Regions from separate parts of the Gossypium hirsutum genome. Here region 2 is linked to region 1. A link is a contact called in public Hi-C data. All regions are on one chromosome and are shown on one strand. Each heading gives the region's core, a stretch centred on a gene start, on an enhancer-like site or on the middle of the called end of the contact. The rest is flanking DNA. Distances are from core to core; before and after follow the strand shown. Region 1 holds the start of LOC107914412 (RNA-binding protein CP33, chloroplastic). Region 2 holds the start of LOC107921162 (calcium-dependent protein kinase 26).

What was found. A called contact is a pair of places that touch in the nucleus more often than the background predicts.
Region 2: a contact with region 1 is called in a Hi-C map of leaf, with 2.6 times the contacts expected there. The contact joins the promoter of LOC107921162 here to the promoter of LOC107914412 in region 1. A contact is called at or near these places in 4 of 34 Hi-C or Micro-C datasets (callus, hypocotyl and leaf).

The regions. Positions count from the first base shown.
Region 1 is chrA04:18,389,361-18,395,201 of Gossypium_hirsutum_v2.1, forward strand. LOC107914412 (RNA-binding protein CP33, chloroplastic) reads right to left here and starts at 1,833. Exons shown (of 4, transcript XM_016843325.2): 1 at 1,236-1,833; 2 at 1,015-1,116; 3 at 205-513; 4 at 1-122. The coding sequence starts at 1,691. The coding sequence ends at 6. LOC107917372 (nuclear transcription factor Y subunit A-10) reads right to left here and starts at 4,606. Exons shown (of 6, transcript XM_016846730.1): 1 at 4,591-4,606; 2 at 3,923-4,017; 3 at 3,772-3,843; 4 at 3,358-3,498; 5 at 2,952-3,196; 6 at 2,690-2,822. The coding sequence starts at 4,606. The coding sequence ends at 2,690.
Region 2 is chrA04:19,266,202-19,272,401 of Gossypium_hirsutum_v2.1, forward strand. It overlaps LOC107921162 (calcium-dependent protein kinase 26), which reads left to right and starts at 3,817. Exons shown (of 7, transcript XM_016851034.2): 1 at 3,817-5,494; 2 at 6,169-6,200. The coding sequence starts at 4,642.

The DNA.
Region 1 (5,841 bases), core at 583-3,082:
ACCTATCAAACAGTGACGCTTGAAACCAATTCGCTCCTCTCAAGACTATTTTCGGCAGGCAAAGGAGTACGAGGAGCTCTATCTGCAGCCATATTTAATCGTAGAGGTCGACCTTCAACCTCCTACAAGCGTGACCATATTGAAACACACATTAAAAAGGGAATCAAAACTTCAATGCTGAGTTATTCAGTAACTGACTCTTACCACTCCATTCATGGCAGTTAGAGCAGACTCAACGGTCTCTGCTGACTCGAAGGAAATGAATCCAAAACCACGAGACCTTCCCGTGTCCTTTTCATAGATGACTTTAGCACTCAACAAGCCTGGCTGGCTAGCAAATGCGTCTCTGAGACCTTCTGAAGTGACACGCCAACCTAGGTTTCCTGCATAGATCTTGTAAGGGCTGTCGATAAAGCTTGTGTAACTTCTCCGAATCCTTGGTCCCATTACTTCCCTCTCACCTCCTTTTGGGACCTCCGGGAAGTTCACCTTCACTGTCCGACCTCCGACTTGCTGTTAGCATTTAGGAACAAACAATTTACTAGTAAGTCAAAATGGAATATCCCACAGAAATGGTGCTCCAAAAATCAAATAAATACCCTTCAATTGTAAACCTAATAATCATATAATCTAATTGAATCTGACATTAAGAGGATGGAAGAGTAGAGGGCTTTTGTGTGGTTCTAGGAGTGTTGATCATTAGAAGAAGATGAATCATGCAGGATCCAAATATTAGCTCTTTAGAGCAATATTTGCTCTGATGTCATAACAGATAAACATAGTTGATCTAAGACTAAGTTGAGATAATGATTAAAACCGGAATTCAAACGGAAGTAGTTCCAACAGTCAACATCAAATGTTTAATCAGGCAATGCAAACAAATTAGTGATAAAAAAAAGAAGAAGCTACTTTATGGTCTTTTCGTCTATACATTTATAATATTTCATTGGGAATTGAAGGTTCAAGCGATGGTTAATGTAGAAAGTCAAAATAAAACTCTATTATTGAACTTACAGATCCATCAAACAGTCTAATTGCTTCTTTGGCCTCATCAACGCTCCCCATTGTTACAAAGCCAAATCCCCTGCTCCTATCCGTAACTCGATCATAAACAATCTATTAAACAAAATTAAACGAGAAAAAACCATTAGCCAAAGAAAAAAAAAGAACAAGGAAAATAAAGTAGGATAACCCAAAATCGAATGGTTAAACAATAAGAAAAAAAATCCACAAACCTCCACTTTAGCAACACTACCAGCCTCACTAAAAATCTCAGTTAACTCAGAAGAAGTCATTGAATAAGGCAAATTCCCAACATACAACTTTCCTTCTTCACCGCCAGACTCTGAAACCTTATCTTCTTCAGCTTCCTCTTGTTGTGGTTGTTCTTCAAGGTCTTGAGATTCTGTTTCTGGGTATTCTTCTCCACTGCTTTGGTCATCTTCAGTAACTTGGAAGCTGTCAAAAGCTGCTGAAAAGCAGGGCAGACGTGGGAGAGATAAGTTAAGAGACAAAGGAAGGGAATTGAGGCTTTGGGTTTTGAGGTTGGAAGGTTTTAACTGCTTAGAGCTAAGTCTTGAAGGAAGGAAGTGAATCGATGAAGAAAAAAGAGAGGAGGGTTTGGTGTTATTGTAAAGTGAAGAAGAGACAGCTGCAACACCGGCTGCCATGGGGAGTGTAGGAGCTGACATATTTCTCCAAAGAGAAGAAATGGATGACCAATGGAAACAATGAAAAGAAATGGGATATTCTAAAAGGAATTAAAATGGGAAATGGCTGGAAGATGGATAAGGTTCGGCAGGATTTTTTCTGTCTTTCCATTGAAGTGTCCTTAGTTGGTGTTGGTCCAGAATCTGGATTATCAACTTTGGGTTGGATTCTAGTTGGGCCACCTGAAACTAGTAAAACATGAACCCATTATATTTCTTTACGGATTTTCCTTTGCAATTTTCCTTTGGTTTAATAAATAATTTAGTATTGTATTTGATAAAAATTAAATATTTTGGTTCATAAAGGTAACAGTGTTAACTTTTAGTATTGAATTCAGGTTTTAGAGTTGAGTTGATAAAAATTTATAGTCAACCTTAAAACTCGAATTAAATCATATCAATCATATTATATATGATAAACTAAACACAAGATTAAATAAATTCACAATTAGTATTAAATTTATTTTATTAAAAAAATTATGAAAAATTCAAACTTAATAATATTACCAATTAACTTCCATTAAATTAACCCTAAAACTTGAATTAAACACTAAATAATTAACCTTGTTACCTTTAAGTACCAAAATATATAACTTTGATCAAATACCAAATTGGACCAAAAAAATAACACAAATACCATATTAAATGGTTTCATTTTCATTTTAACTACCAACAATAATCCCAAGATCATACGCGGAATTATACATGAGGAAGCAAAATGGTATGGACAAATTTAGCACTTCTCAAAGTAATCCAACGAAGTAGATCAAGAATATAATATAAAACACATCTAATACCACAACCATAAAGATTATTTCACATATACCTACATAATTCCGAGTTAGGAACTCCACAATTCTAAACATTTAGGATTACAAAAAAAAAATAATAATAATAATTAAACAAACTTTGAAGTTTTCTTTCTTGTTGGATCAGTGGAAACACTCCATTTATATAGTCTGACTGATCCATTATATATCTTATACTAGGTTTAATTGAGCATCTTCCACCATACCTAAGAGAGCAATGGCGTTGAGAGTGGTAAAGAAGAGCTTTAAGTGAGACGAGCCAAGAATGATTTGCCTAGCAACCGAAACCTGATCCCTTTGGTTGCTGCAGGGAAAGTGGGAAACCGAATCCCCACTAATCCCCCGAGAATCAAATTTTCAGGTTGCAACAATACTTATCTGCTATTGCAACCCACTTGCTGAGATCCCCCCTGGAATACATGCTGCTGCTCACCTCTCTGACCCTGAAAATGTTGAGCCTCCTCCATTTGGTTCCTTGTACGAGTTGATGGTTCCACTGTCAGACTGTAGGACTTGAGAAATTTGTGAGCCTGTAAGCCGAGAAAGTTGCCCTTCATTAGCTTTCATCATCTGCATTCCATCTTTGCCGGTGTTTGAACTTTTTGTGTTCAAGAAAAGGCCTCCATTTCCCCTTGGATGACGCACTGCGTGCAGATGGCGCGAGTAGTGCAAATATGGCTGTAGGACAAAAGCATAATCTAAATATTTCATGCAGTTTTCAAGTCAAGAACCATCTAGTACTGTTTAAATATACCATATCCAACTTGTCTCCACAAAAGCTTGGGCCAAAACTTTCCCAACTAAAGGATTCAGAAACCAAAAGAAAGAAGATCATATACCTTCCGAGCTTTAGTCACTTTAGTCTCAAGTGCAGCCTTTGCACGGTATCGCCGACGCCTAATGATTCCATTGTACTGCCTGGCATTTACGTATATGGGTCCGTCCTCAGTAGCCAAGTTCAACGGCAGCATAACACGACCCTAATTTCATACATTTGGGTTACATGAGCATTATATAGATAAAGAACATTTCGACCATGGTCATGAGGGTTAGCAAGAATTAAACAGATCCAGTTATAGATGATTTGGAGCTATCTCTCAACCGTAGAGCATCCATTGCCACATATGTGGCTCATAATCATTTGATAGATCAGAAAGAAATAAGCAGATCCAGTGCCATATATGACGATAAAACTCCAGCAGTATAATTAATTCAAGAGAAGTTGTTAGGTAGAGAAAATAGAAGAGACAAACCGAAAATTGAGGTCCAAAAGTAGGGAAAACTCCATAGCCTTGATCCATTAAGTAAGGATATTTTGCACAAACCTACAGTTTTTGAGTCCAAAAAGGTTATTATTATTAACAAAGGTAAGAAGGTGAGATGAGCCGGTTTATGGAAGATTACCATGGGCTGACCAAGTCCATGTTCCGACTGAAGTGATTGCTGCCTAGAGATGATTGCCTTAAGCATTGGTTCATCCCCTGAATCATTGCAATCACCTGAAAGAGAAAACCAACTAGCTTGTTAGTAATCTTCAGCAGTTTTTGCTCTTCTCTACCATTGCATGCACCCTTAAACTTTGGTTTCAGTTCAACATTACATGATTCATCAAGATTATTTAACAAATGAAATTATATGAAAAGCTTTCGAATAAGGGAGATTCATGTGCTTAAAAGTAAAGGCATTGGATTCAACCTTTTACTGAAACTTGTATATATATTAAATAGGGTTTGTAAATTCAGTCATACAATCAAATCTCATCTATAAATAATTATAATTATAATTCTACATCCTTTCAGTGTATTATTTTGTACTTAAAGTTGATTTTTTTTACGGTGATATCTATATTTGACAAAAATTATATATTTTGATATCTAAAGATAATTTTGTCTATTTTTTTATCATTTAATTCAAATTTTAGGATTGATTTAAAGAAAATTAATTGCTAATATTATTAAGCTTAAAATTGTTAGTAATGCAAATTTATTTTAGCAGTTACAAACCATTATTTCCAACAATTACAAACTGTTTTTTACAGTTACAAAAATGTTAAAGATTTTTCTGACCATTACCTGAAAATATTATCATTTTGCCCCTTCCAAAATCCTATAATAGGAGGCATTTTTCCTTCTGATACATAATTGAAAAAATAAAGCTTTTTTTACTCTCTCTTGACTCTCTCATTCTTTCTAAAACTTTAGAATTTTTCTTAAATTTCATTAGAGGAAATTCTATTTAGGAGTTTAGGTTTTAAGCGGGACTGTCTGTGACTCCTCCAAAACTTTCCTGGGAATTGATCCTAGTGTGATTTTTCCGATTAATTCTATTTTCAGATTATTTCAGAAGTATAATATCAATTGATTTTTACCTTCCTTATTTGAGTGTACGAATATTGAAGAACTTTTTTAACCTTCAGGGACAATGTCTAATATATGATTACACCAATAAGGGTGAATTCATTTCTAAGGCAGTGGTTCTTCCATGACACAGCAATACTTTATTCATTTAATCTTCATTTATTTTCCAATCAATGCTAACAAGTTTATTTTGTAATAGTATATTTTCCAACAAATTAGAAATAAATTACTACTACTGTTAAACATGTATTCCCGAATCAACAAATATATTCCTAATCTCTCTAAGCTCGAACATCTTGATGGAACTAACTACTGCCATTGGTCCTAAAGGATGGTCATATTCTTCAAACAACTTGAAATTGACTACATCCTCTTCAATCCACTTGTCACCAAAAAACCCAGAGATTCTGTCACTGTTCTCAGAGACTCGAATGTTGATGCCACAAAGTTCAAGTTTGAAAAGGACAACAAAATGGTCAGATATCACATGTTAAGCCACATGGCTATCAACCTCTTTGACCTATTTTTCAAAAACAAGACAACTAAGTCCATTTGGGATACATTAGAAAAGAAATATGGAGCCAATGATGCTGGGATCAAGAAATATGTCATTGGAGAGTGACTCAAATTTCAAATGACTGATGATAAGCCAATTATGGATCAAGTACACGTCTATGAGAAGTTAGTCTCCGACCTCCTAGCTGAAGGGATGAAGATATGTGAAATTATCCAAGCAGACGTCCTGATTGAAAAACTGTCAAAATCTAGTCCGACTACCATAATCTTCTGAAGCATAAGAAGTGGGGCATTCCTCTAGAAGAACTGATTAGCCATATAAAGATTGAGGAAGCCAATCGTCTCAAAGATAAGGCCTTAATAACCTCAAGTCAATTTCCTTTAAAAGCTAACACGTGGAATTTGTTTCTAATTTTGGTCCCAAATTGAACAGGACTAAAAATGTTGGGA
Region 2 (6,200 bases), core at 2,567-5,066, 880 kb after region 1:
GAAGCTCATAAGAGCCTAAATCAGGAAGCTCATGCGAGCCAATAACGGGTAGCTCTGAAGAGCCATTAATTAGAAAGCTCCAAATAGTCGTATATTGGGAAGTTCAAGCAAGCCATATCAGGCAGCTCTGGAGAGCCATTAATCAGGAAGCTCACAAAGAGCCTATAATCGGGAAGCTCACGAAGAGCCATATAACAAGACGCTCACAAAGAGCTACGGTATGTTTGCAACACATGCAGGATTAATATCGATCAGGATGATCACAGGAACCATGTAATAGAAAGCTCAAGAGGGCTTATAACAGGACGTTCATAAGAGCTATGGTGCGTCCACAACATATGCAGAACCATAACCAATTCGGGAACCTTGTATCCATCGAATCTCATTTATCCAAACGGGACTTATTATTTATCTGGAATTATCAGGTATGTGATCAATTTCATACATGTCAATTAAACAATGCACATACACAACATTCAATTCAAACATATAATTATACAATTTAGTTACGCGAACTTACCTCGACAAATGTTCGTGTACGTAAAATCTAATAACCCGACACTTTCTCTTTTCCTCATTCTAACTCTGAATTTGGTATATCCGAATCTATTCGAATAAATTTAACATCAATTTAATACAATTTATACTCAATTCAGTCCAATTCACATCTTAGAAAAAATTATCATTTTGCCCATTTACTTTTAATTAATGAAGATTTCATCCCTAGGCTCGAAAAATGAAATTCATGCAATTTAATCCTTATTTCAAGCCTAGCTGAATTTTATATATAACATTTACAGCCCATTTATTTCACAAAATTTAGAATTTTTTTCATGGATTTCACATATTTTCAATTTAGTCCCTAAATCTTTAATTTCATAAAAATTCAATTTACAAAAGTTGTTTATCTATCAACAACGTTTTATTTTCTACCATAAAACTTCATAATTCATCTATGTTCTTCCACGAAAAAGCCCTGGTACCTTGATAAATTTGCAAATCAATCCCTGAGATAGCTAGATTAAGTTATTACGATCTTGGAAATATAAAAATCATTAAAAGCGGGGCAAGAGTACTTACCTAATCAAGCAAAATAACTTGGCTTGAGCTTAGGCTTACATGGCTAGGGTTTCCATACTTTTAATTTGGGAAAGATGATATAAATGATTATATTTTCATTATTTTATCATTTATCATCTTTTATTAATTTACTTTCCAATTTAGTCTTTTTCTTTATTTTATTTTCCATGGATGAATCATCATCCTTAATCACTAAGCATTTTTAATGGTCTATTTACCATATAAAGACTCCAATTTAAAGTTCTATAGCTATTTAATCCCTTTAGCTATTAGAACTCAACTTTTGCACTTTGTTCAATTTGGTCCTTTATCAAATTAAACATGTAATCAGTAAAATTTCTTTACAAAATTTTCATATGATATTATTATCGTACAATAGACCATAAAATAATATTTTAAAAAAATTCTTTTCGGACTCGAATTTGTGGTCTCAAAACCACTATTCTGATTTTACTGAAAACGGACTGTTACATTATGAATATTAATTCATAATTAATTTTAGTTATAATCCTATTTATTTTGGGTTAAATAATTATTATTAATTAATTATGAAAAGATGTCCAATTGTGCCAAACTGAGAGACTGATCTAATTGAGCAACCAGGCTGCCCAAACCCATCCAACATGCTGACCCAATTAGCTTATTTAGTTGATTATTTGGCTTGCAAAGTAGCCCTTGAAGCTTCTTTGAAATTGCATTCAAACCCCTCCACTATTCAAGCCTTTGTAGATTTGCCCCTAGCTAAATTTAGCAAATTCGAAAGCTTCAAACTTGCCACATGTGTGGCCAACCATGGGGGAGTCTATGGCTGATGATTTTTTCTATTTTTAACAGTCTTATCAACCTATAAATACCCCCTTGGCTGCTCATTTCAAACACACCTCTCATCCTTTCATTCTTCACTTCTCTCTCACTTTCTTTCTTCAAAACCCCTTCATTTGTTCTTCTTTTTCCCTTTCATTCCCTTGTCGATTTCTCCTCTTGGAAAAGAGCCTTTCAACCACCGTTGGAAACAGCATTCAAGTGCTCGTAGAAGCCTCAAATCAACAAGAACAAGCAGAGAAGGAGGAGTGGATCAAACTAGTCACACCTCGGAGAAACAACAGATTTGATTCTAGTTCTCTATCCTTTAATTTTTATTGTTGTTGTTATGAACACATCTATACATACTTGTTATGTTGATATGTTTAATTTAGTTAATATGGCTTAAATTTAATTCATGTTAGGTTGATTGTATTTCATCCACTTAAGTTGTTAAAATTGTGTTTGTGTTCTTATAGGCCTTGGTAAGTTGTTTGATTAAGTAAAATCATGATTAAGTTATTCTTGCATTATAATTGTAAGGTAACTAATGAATTAATTATTTAATCCTATTGAAATTGTAATTAATTGACACAATACTTAATCAGTGCATGTTTAATCTTCTAAGGTAGCTGAGGGTTAAATTAGCAACAATATTAGACGGTACATTAGCCTTGCATAACCTGTAAGATTATTGTGATTAAACCATGAATGTTGAGAGTGGTTTGAACACTAGCGTCGAGAATTTATTAACCAATCCAAGACCATCAGTTTGACATGGATCCCAAATACATGGTTTAGTTTAGGGCCAAGGAATTACTATTCTTTTAAACCGATGATGTGTATCCAATTTACCCAAAGACATCGATATCGAGTAATCACCAAATTTAAAATCAGCAATTCAAGCGCAAACACGTGCCGCGTCCGTTGATGAGCCTATGCCAAAACTGGCCCATCCCAAGCTAGACATTGGCTGGCAATAGTAATTCTTATCGACATTAACCTTGTCAAGCAGAGGCGGATACAGGAGGGGCTGGCAGGGACCCTGGCCCTCCTTAAAATGAAAATTTTATATTTAGGCCCTTGAAATTTTTTTATAATTTTAAATTAGTAAAGGTAAAATTGTACTTTGGCCCCCCTTAAAATTATAAAAATTTAATTTAATCCTTTAAAAATTATAAAGATATAAACTATTAAAAATTAAAATTTCATTCAACCCTCTAAAAATTTGCTCTGACTTCGCCCTTGTTGTCAAGGTAGTAGTCATATCACAAAACCTCTTCAAGTTTTTCTTTATTAGAGTTTATATGTTATGTACATTAGAGTTGACTTTAATTTATTTAGATAATCTCTTATAAATTTAAGAAAATAGCTATTAACTTAAAAAACTATTTTTCATTATCACTTAAAAATAATTAATTAAAAATCCAATATTTTTATATTAAATTATTAAAAAATTAATTCCCCAACGTAGTATCATATTCCTAATATATATATAGAGAGAGGTGAATCAAAATAGAGATATGAAGCTATAAAAGACAAAATCTCATTCTGGTTTTCCGACAAGTGATGATGAAATCTCTTTTTACTATTTTAAAATTTTGTTGTCGTCATTCACGTACGTTATAATAATCTCTAATATTATAGGACATATATTTTAATAAAAAAAAGAAAAAAAGAAAAAGGAAACAACAAAAACAGAAGGGCTCAGGTGGGGGGTTGGTGAATTAGAGCCTCAGCAACCCGGGAACTCAATTGTGCGGGCCGTGAACAAGCTCCAAAAAAAGAATCTCCACCGTCGATCACAATGTTGGGCAACAATCATGCTCTGATAAAATAACGCCTAGATATCTTTCACTATATCTGAGCCACAGCCTATAAGAACCCAATTAAACGCGTAAAAGATGTTGCATTTGTAACGGAAAAACCTGTCCTCTTCCTTTCTTCATTTTTCTGTTTTCTCTTTTTCTTTCTTTTTTTCCCTCTTGAAAGGGGAGAGAAGAAAAGAAAAAAGAAAAAGAAAGCCAGAAACGTTAGCTCTCTTTGTTTCTTCTTTGATTACATAAATTAATAAAAACCCTAATTAAGAAACCTCAAATCTCATTATATAATCCCTTTTCTTTTCTCCATTTCCCTTGGCTTTTTTTTTTAAATTCAAATCATTGTGTTTGGCCATTGTGATTTTTTATTTACATTGGATTCTTGAAGGTTTCTTCTTCCTTGTCTTCTTTTTTAACGATCATTGATAACTGCATATTGAGGAAGGATTTGAGATTAAAGGGTCAAATAAAATTCCATTTTCTTTTTCTGTTTTTTTGATGACATTGTTTACCATTGAATCATTGGTTGCATTGGGTTTTTCCCAAATTTAAAGGTGCTGAGGGTGGTTTGGATTGGCGAAAGCTCCATTTTGATGGTATTTTTCAGAAGCCAAAACAACAGAATAGTATAAGGATTAAGGAGAAAAGAAAATGGGAGTTTTATAATGTTATGACATTTGGGTGGTTATAGATTTCTTGGATGTTGGAAGAAGGAATTTAGGGTGTGTGGAAATTGAGAGTCGTTTCGGTTTTTCCAGATGGGAAATGTTTGTGCTACATCAGGGATCTGCTCTGTATGCGCGAGTTGTTGCGGTCCTAAACCAGCCGAAGAGGGTCAAAAGAAAACCGACAATGAAGGTGAGAAGTCCGAAACTAAAGAAGCCGAAGCTGGCGCCGCAGCTGCTGACGGTGCCGAGGTTCAGAAGGACCCCCTGAAGAGATGAAGATTGTGAAGGAAGAGAAAGGACAAGGAGAAGAGACCCTAAGCCAAAGGCAAAAATCAAAGGTTACCCAAAGACAACAATCGTCTATGACGAGGCAACAATCAATGTCAATGTCTACGCCTATGCAAAGACAACAATCAACCCTCCAAAGACAACAATCAAAGGTTACCCAAAGGCAACAATCTAAGGCTCCCCCTCAAAGACTTGAATCCAAACCATCACAGGTTGCAGTTGCAGCAGCGACCGCAGCGGTGGCGGGGAAGGAAGAGGCTAAGGCTGATGCTGCAAAACCTGGGAAGCCTCATAATGTGAAGAGGCAATCATGTGCAGGGCTGAAGGTGGATGCTGTGTTGCAAACCAAGACAGGTAATTTGAAGGAATATTATAACTTGGGGAAGAAGTTAGGGCAAGGCCAGTTTGGGACAACTTTTCTTTGTGTGGAGAAAGGTACCGGAAAGGAGTATGCTTGTAAATCTATTGCGAAAAGGAAACTTGTTACTCCAGAAGATGTTGATGATGTCAAGAGGGAAATTCAGATAATGCATCACTTGGCTGGCCACCCTAATGTTGTCACCATCAAAGAGGCTTATGAGGATTCCGTGGCGGTTCATGTTGTCATGGAGCTGTGTGCCGGGGGAGAACTCTTTGATAGAATTGTACAGAGAGGGCATTATTCTGAAAGAAAGGCGGCTGAACTAGCAAGAACGATAGTTGGTGTTGTGGAAGCCTGCCACTCCATGGGAGTAATGCATAGGGATCTTAAGCCTGAAAATTTCCTTTTCGTTAATGAACAAGAGGATTCACCCCTTCAAGCCATTGATTTCGGATTATCGATATTCTTCAAGCCTGGTATGTTCAAAATCCTTGTCTTTTGGTGCTTTGATTTTGGTTTATGGTCTTCTATTCTTTACCGAGTTATGACAATTTAACTGCAGAAAAGAATTTCGATATCAATGGAGTTGTCTGCAAGTTATAATTTCACTTTTTTATTGCGAAGGAAAAGGGCATTTCTCAATTAGAAATTATAATATCTTAAAAAGAACTTCAACTTACATGGATAACAAAATGTTTTATCTTTACATTTACACTAAGAAATCATATTTAAATTGATGTATCACTTCAAGTGATTATTCATTTTCTGCTAGAAGCAAATTATAAGCAACTGAAACTTTATAGGTAAAATTTGAATATGATGTTCACAATTATATATGCAGTATACTTTGATGCTAACTGGACGTCAGTTTTTAATTACTTAAACCCAGGGTATAAGATATGGGCATGCGTCCGACATGGATATATTATTTTTTTCTTAGGTTTTTAGTATATTTAGAGGATCATTCTCCAAAACCAATGTTTGAACATGTCAGATTTGAAATTTAAGAAAAAATAGAGTCCAGATAACATAGGTTAAAAGCCGGTCCATTTATAGGGAAAAACAAATTGGAGAATTCTCCGGAATGTTGAGAACCTGTCAGCGCAATAAGCAATGGTGTTGTTTTCTAATGAAGGTCCTATAATTTCAGGGGAAGTCTTATCTGATGTGGTTGGAAGCCCA